2 separate regions of the Macaca mulatta genome follow, and region 2 is linked to region 1. A link is a contact called in public Hi-C data. All regions are on one chromosome and are shown on one strand. Each heading gives the region's core, a stretch centred on a gene start, on an enhancer-like site or on the middle of the called end of the contact. The rest is flanking DNA. Distances are from core to core; before and after follow the strand shown.

What was found. A called contact is a pair of places that touch in the nucleus more often than the background predicts.
Region 2: a Hi-C map of fetal cortical plate shows a contact between it and region 1, with 2.6 times the contacts expected there. The contact joins the promoter of SESN1 here to the promoter of FOXO3 in region 1. A contact is called at or near these places in 2 of 14 Hi-C or Micro-C datasets (fetal cortical plate and liver).

What each region holds. Positions count from the first base shown.
Region 1 is chr4:13,664,561-13,667,311 of T2T-MMU8v2.0, reverse strand. FOXO3 (forkhead box O3) reads right to left here and starts at 1,416. Exons shown (of 4, transcript XM_001093593.5): 1 at 1,163-1,416; 2 at 1-91.
Region 2 is chr4:14,207,924-14,210,674 of T2T-MMU8v2.0, reverse strand. SESN1 (sestrin 1) reads left to right here and starts at 1,389. Exons shown (of 10, transcript XM_077999246.1): 1 at 1,389-2,082. The coding sequence starts at 1,804. It also overlaps a transcript of CEP57L1 not described here.

The DNA.
Region 1 (2,751 bases), core at 167-2,666:
TCGCGCTCTCCTCTCGCGCCGGGGCGGGGTGCGGCGGGGGAGGGACGTGGGCGCCGCGAAGGCTCCGGCTCCCGGGCGCCGCCGCCGCCGCCTGGGGAAGCACCAGAGGAGAGAGAAGGAGAGTTGGTTATCCCGGGCCGGAGCGCAGTCCTCGGCGAGTCCTCGCCCGCCGCCACTACCTCCCAGCCTTGCCGCGCCCGCCTCCCAGGAACAGGCGGACCTGGAGACGTGCGGCCAGCGAACCTGGCGCAGCAGACACCGCCCCCTGGCCAGGCCGCGGGGGAGCCGCGAGCGAATCGACGGCCTCGCGCGGGGCAGCCCCCTCCCCCCGCGGCCCGCCGCAGGTCCCTCCCGGGCTAGGCGGCGGGGCGGGGAGAAGGGGGAGGGGCGCCCGGGGGAGGGGCGGCCGCGCCTTTAAAGCGGGCAGCGGCCGGAGCTGGCGCAGCCGAGCGGCGGTCAGAGCCCGAGCTCGGGCGTGCGTGCGTTTGTTTATGTTTCGCTCGGGCCCGCTCTAGTGCCTTCCGCGGCGCCGCCGCTCAAGTCTGTGCTGTCTTCGGCTCTTCTCCCCTTTCCCGGCCCAGCTGCCTCCGCGACCCCCCGTCACCCCTAACCCGGTCGAATGGCCCGAGCCCGGGGACTGCGCGGGCAGCTCCCTCTCCTCTCTTCGTCCGCGGGGCGGAGGGCGAACGGGGGTCTGGGCGCAGATGGGCCCTTGTCACTTCCAAAAAATAAAGGAAACACGGAAAGAAGGGGAAGGAGCAGCCCGGCGGGCGTTCGCAGAGGGTCGAGCCCGGCAGGGACGGCCACTTCGGGATTTTGTGTGGTTTGCATTCTCGCGGACGTCGTCCCCTCCGCCCCCTTCCCAGTCGGGATCCGGGGGAGGGAGCGAGTCGGAACATAAATCTTCCAACAGGTCGGGAAGCGCCAAGTCTCCCGGGCTGCTAGAAAACCCGGACCAGCATGTTCATCACCTCCTTGCTCCCGCTGCTGCCATCTTGACAGTTTCCCCCTTCCCTTGAGTCCTTTAAAAACACTAGCGGGCGAGAAGGGGGGCGCGCACACCGCGGCTCGGGGAGGGGAAAGGGAAGCGCCCGGCCCAGCTCGGAAGCAGATCCGGAGTCACCGGGAAGGCGGCCGCCCGCTGCACGGCTCCGGCGCCTACCTCGCTTCCTTCCCTTCAGGGACGCGGCGGGACGACGCACGATCCCGCGCGGGCCCGGGGCACGGCGAGGAGGGGGCGCGCAACCTCGGCGAAGGAGGAGCGCTCGGGCCGTCGCCGCAGCCCGCCCGAGGAACCGCCTGTCAGCTCGCGCGCCGCCGCCTTCCACATTCCTCCTCCTCCCTTCCACGAGCAGGGCGGCCGCAGCAGCAGCACAAAGTTATAGACACACGCAGGGCGCCTCAACCTAAGCTGACGGCGGGCGGGCGGGCGGGTCCCCGCCCAGGGGGAGGGCTGGGCGGCGGGCTGGGCGCGCGGCGGGCGTGTGTGTGTGAGTGCGCGTGTGTGAGCTCGCGCGCGCCTGCGCGGGCCAGCTCCGCGGGGCTGCGGGCGTGGGTGTCCGGGAGCGCGCCGTGAGCCGGGATTCGGCGGGCTCCCGCTGCTGTCCCCGCTGGGCTCCTCCTCCCTCCCGAGAGCCCCAACGACAACAAAGCGCGGCGTTGGCCCGGGAGAGGAGGGAGAGGAAAGAGAAGCGGGAGCTGCAGGAGCGACAGCCTCCGACGCTCCAAGGAGCGCAGCGGCGTGGCCTCCCCGACTCCGGGCAGGGCGCCTGGTACCAGGGTCCCCGACCTGCGCGTCCGCCCGCCGGGCTCTGGGCCAGCCCAGGTGTCCGGTTCCCTGTTAGAACCCGACACTAGGTAACACCCGAGGTGAGATGCTGGGCGTGGATGGCAAGGTTTACCGCGGCGTGGAAATACTGAATGGCGAAGATGTTGGCGCCTGCACAACTTCGATAAGCTGATGCTCACAGATTCGATCAGGCACCAAAAGGTTTGCACTGAATCTCTCGCCTCGGACGGTGGACCACAGTCGTGTTTCACTTTTCATGTGTTTCATGGCAAACGGGGGAGAGGTGTAACTAACTCCGAAGAAATGCAAATTTACCCCTGTCCTACATTCAAGAGCAGATTCCGAACAATTGAGAAGGAGAAATAATTTTAATCTAATTTGTAAATGACGACAAAACCGCTACGTGTGCATTTTTGACTTTAAAAAAAAATACGTATCCTTTAGGTTAAACAAAAAACATCTGCACAAGTCCTTTTTCTACGATCCGTGCCCCAAATCGTTTATTTGTACTCTACGAATGCACTACACGCGACATGCACACCAAAAGTCTAGACACTAGTTCATAAATATCTTTTTTTAAAAAATCCTTGTAAGTCACCAGAGATAGCTCAGAGTCTAGAAGCGGGCTCCTCAACGACCCCATATACAAAAAGGTCCAGCCCAGCGTACACAGGAGCCAGCCCGCCCCGCCGCCTCCGGGCTCCGGGCTTTGCGCAGCTCCCGTCACTCAAGTGACGCGCGGCCCCGCCCCTGCACCAAGCTAGTTCGACGCGTACAAACAGATGATGTCATCGTCTCCACACGCGCGTGACCCCGGAGCTCTCCGCCGCGTCGCCATTCGCTGCGCGGCTTACTCGTCAAGGCACGCCGCGTGCTTACTGGCCGCGGCTACCAGTCTCCAGGCCCCAGACGCCCCTCTCCGCCCCCCGCCCCCGCCCCCCAGCAAATAATAAACAATCGAG
Region 2 (2,751 bases), core at 140-2,639, 540 kb before region 1:
TCCCGCGCCTGCCCACAGAAAAGGGTGGAAGCAGAAGCAGCAGCCCGAAGCTCCAGTTTCCACAGCATCCTTCCTTCTTAGGCCGCTCCCTGCGACCCTCGGGATCAGGATCCCTAAATCCTCGCCTCACCCACCACACCCCGCGCTTGGGCAGCTGGACTAGTCCTTCCCACGCAAGCCACTGGAAAAATCCTTGGACTAAGGGAGGCCACGCTAGATGGCTTCGTCTCCAAAATCCCAGAGGAAATGGAGGAAGGAAAAACCCTGTCAAGGAAAGGTGACAACCCAGCCTACAGTGCTTACCAAGCAGACACTCTCAGTCAGCCCCTGCCACCGCTAACCGTTGGTTCGCGGGCAGCCACAGGCGACGTCGCAGTGGCCTCTGGGGATTGTAGTTTCTGTCGCAAACAAAACGCGCCGGCAGCATCAAAACTACATTCCCCACAAGTCAACGCGAAGACGTCCCACCGACTTAAATCTGGGGTTTGGAGTAATAAAGAGGCCGTCACTACTTTTACGGTGATCTTAAATGTAGACTCAATTTCGTCCAGGAGTCCCTTCGTGCCCTTTTTCTTTGTCGTGCTTGTTTTGTGTGTGACGAAGTCTCAGTGTACTTCTACGCCTTACTTTTTCCTTCCCCTTCTCCAGGACACACTCCAAACATCCGGGAACGGAAACCGCCCCAGGGCGCAAGCTTAGAGCCTCCGGAGGCGCTTGTGCCCTGTTCTAAGTCACGCATGCGTAGCAGCCGGCAGCGGTTGGCAGCCGCGCGCGGCGCACTGGGGGTCCGGAGGTAGCCTGCCAGAGGGCGGGGCTTTTTCCAATGGCTTTGCCTCGGCGGGTCGCGTCTGCCTGGGCGGGGAAGAAGGCGCTGGGGCCGGGGTGGCTCCCGGTTTGTGCCGGGCGGAGAAAGGGGAGGGGCTGGGGGTGAGGACCCCGTCTCCCCTCCCTGCTCCCGCCCTCTGGGCTGATCCCCACCGATGGGGCTGGGCGAAGGGCGGGCTTTGCGCCTTGGGCCCCGCCGCCCCGCCAGCTCCGCGGCCCAGCCCTGCGCTCGAGGATTGCCAGGGCCGCCCTATGCCCTCTGGCTCGGCGGTGGTGGGCGAGGGTGCAGGGATCGGAGAAGTAGCGTCTTCCCGGGGGTCCGGAATTGGCGGGGCTGGGGACGCTTTTTTTCATCGCCGCCCGCCGAGACAGCGGCTGCCCGAGACTGCCGCCCTCCAGCAGCGCCAAAGCCTCCGGCCGCTGCGGCCAGTGGGCCAGGGTTCGGCAAGCCTTCCCTGCCGGCGCCCGGCCGGCTGCTGAGGCGCTGGGAGGAGCTGCGGAGGGCGGGGACTGGTGTCGGAGGAGGGGCGGGGTGGGAAAGCTCGAGAGAACCCGGTGGCTGCACAGACAAAAAAGCCCCGAATGGCTGGAGGGCGTTCAACTGTTACCAGCCTTTTGGGGCAGAGCACGGATTTGACAGCTCCACAACGTGAGGATATCCGCTGACCCCGCGAGACGGAGGAGAACGCTTCCCCGAAATTCTCCGTCCACCAAAGCCAGCGCTGTAAGGTTGCAACTTTCCAACTTTGTTTTCCAGAAGGAAGACTGCCCTTTAGTGTACAAGGAGAGGGTGAGAGGGTGATCTAGCTTGTAGATCGGCTGAAGACACCAGTGGTTCCAAATGTTACCCATATGTGTGTTTTCATGACGATTTGATTTCTCTGATTTTATTTTTACATTTTTCATTTTAAAAACACAGAGTGATTTTTGGGGACATGCTGAAAGGTAACTGAAGACCGCAAAGGAAAAACTATTGTCATGGCTGAAGGAGAGAATGAAGTGAGATGGGATGGACTGTGCAGTAGAGATTCAACTGCTAGAGAGACAGCACTGGAAAACATTAGGCAAACCATTTTGAGGAAAAGCGAGTGTCTTCGTTCGGTGAAAGAAACACCTCATCGTCCATCAGACGGGCTTTCAAATACCGAGTCTTCGGATGGGTTGAATAAGCTACTTGCTCATCTGCTTATGCTTTCTAAGAGGTGTCCCTTCAAAGATGTAAGAGAGAAAAGTGAGTTTATTCTGAAGAGCATCCAGGTAAGGAAGAGCATTTTAAATACAAAACTGTCTCCCTAGTACAGTGAAATTTTATTTGCAATTATTCACGTTGTGTTTGTTTCTATTAGGTTGTTATGTAAACTTTGATTATGAGTTTACATCTTTAAATTAGAGTGTTCTGTAAGTAAACAAGTAGCGTTTTTCTAGAGAGTTTTAGGCAGAAACTGCTTTGCTCCTGGAAGAATATATGAAAACTACAGTTAATTCCAAGTAAATACTTGTTTTTCCTTATATTTCTTTTTACATGTTGTTGGGAAATGTAGCCATTGTGTTTTTTCACATTGTCACAGTGTTCTGAGTGGAAAGGCTCACATTTAAAAGCCTCTAAAATGATAAAGGGTATTAAATGTTTCCTAGTCAGCCCGTTCAATATAATTGGTGGAACAATTTTGTCTTATTTTTAAAAACAAAACAAACCAGGATGTGTTCTCTAAATGCAACCTCTCTTTTTTCAAGAAGAGAATTATATAAATAATAAAAAGCTCTCTTAAAAAAGCTAACATTTTCATGTTGAAAAGGTGGACCCAGGTGGGGTATTTGATAGAAGCACTTTTATGGCAAATTGCTCAACCAGCTTTCTCTGTGTTTGCCTGAATTGTTTCTTTTTCACATGTGTAGCTATTTAAGATATGAGTGCAGCAGGTTAAA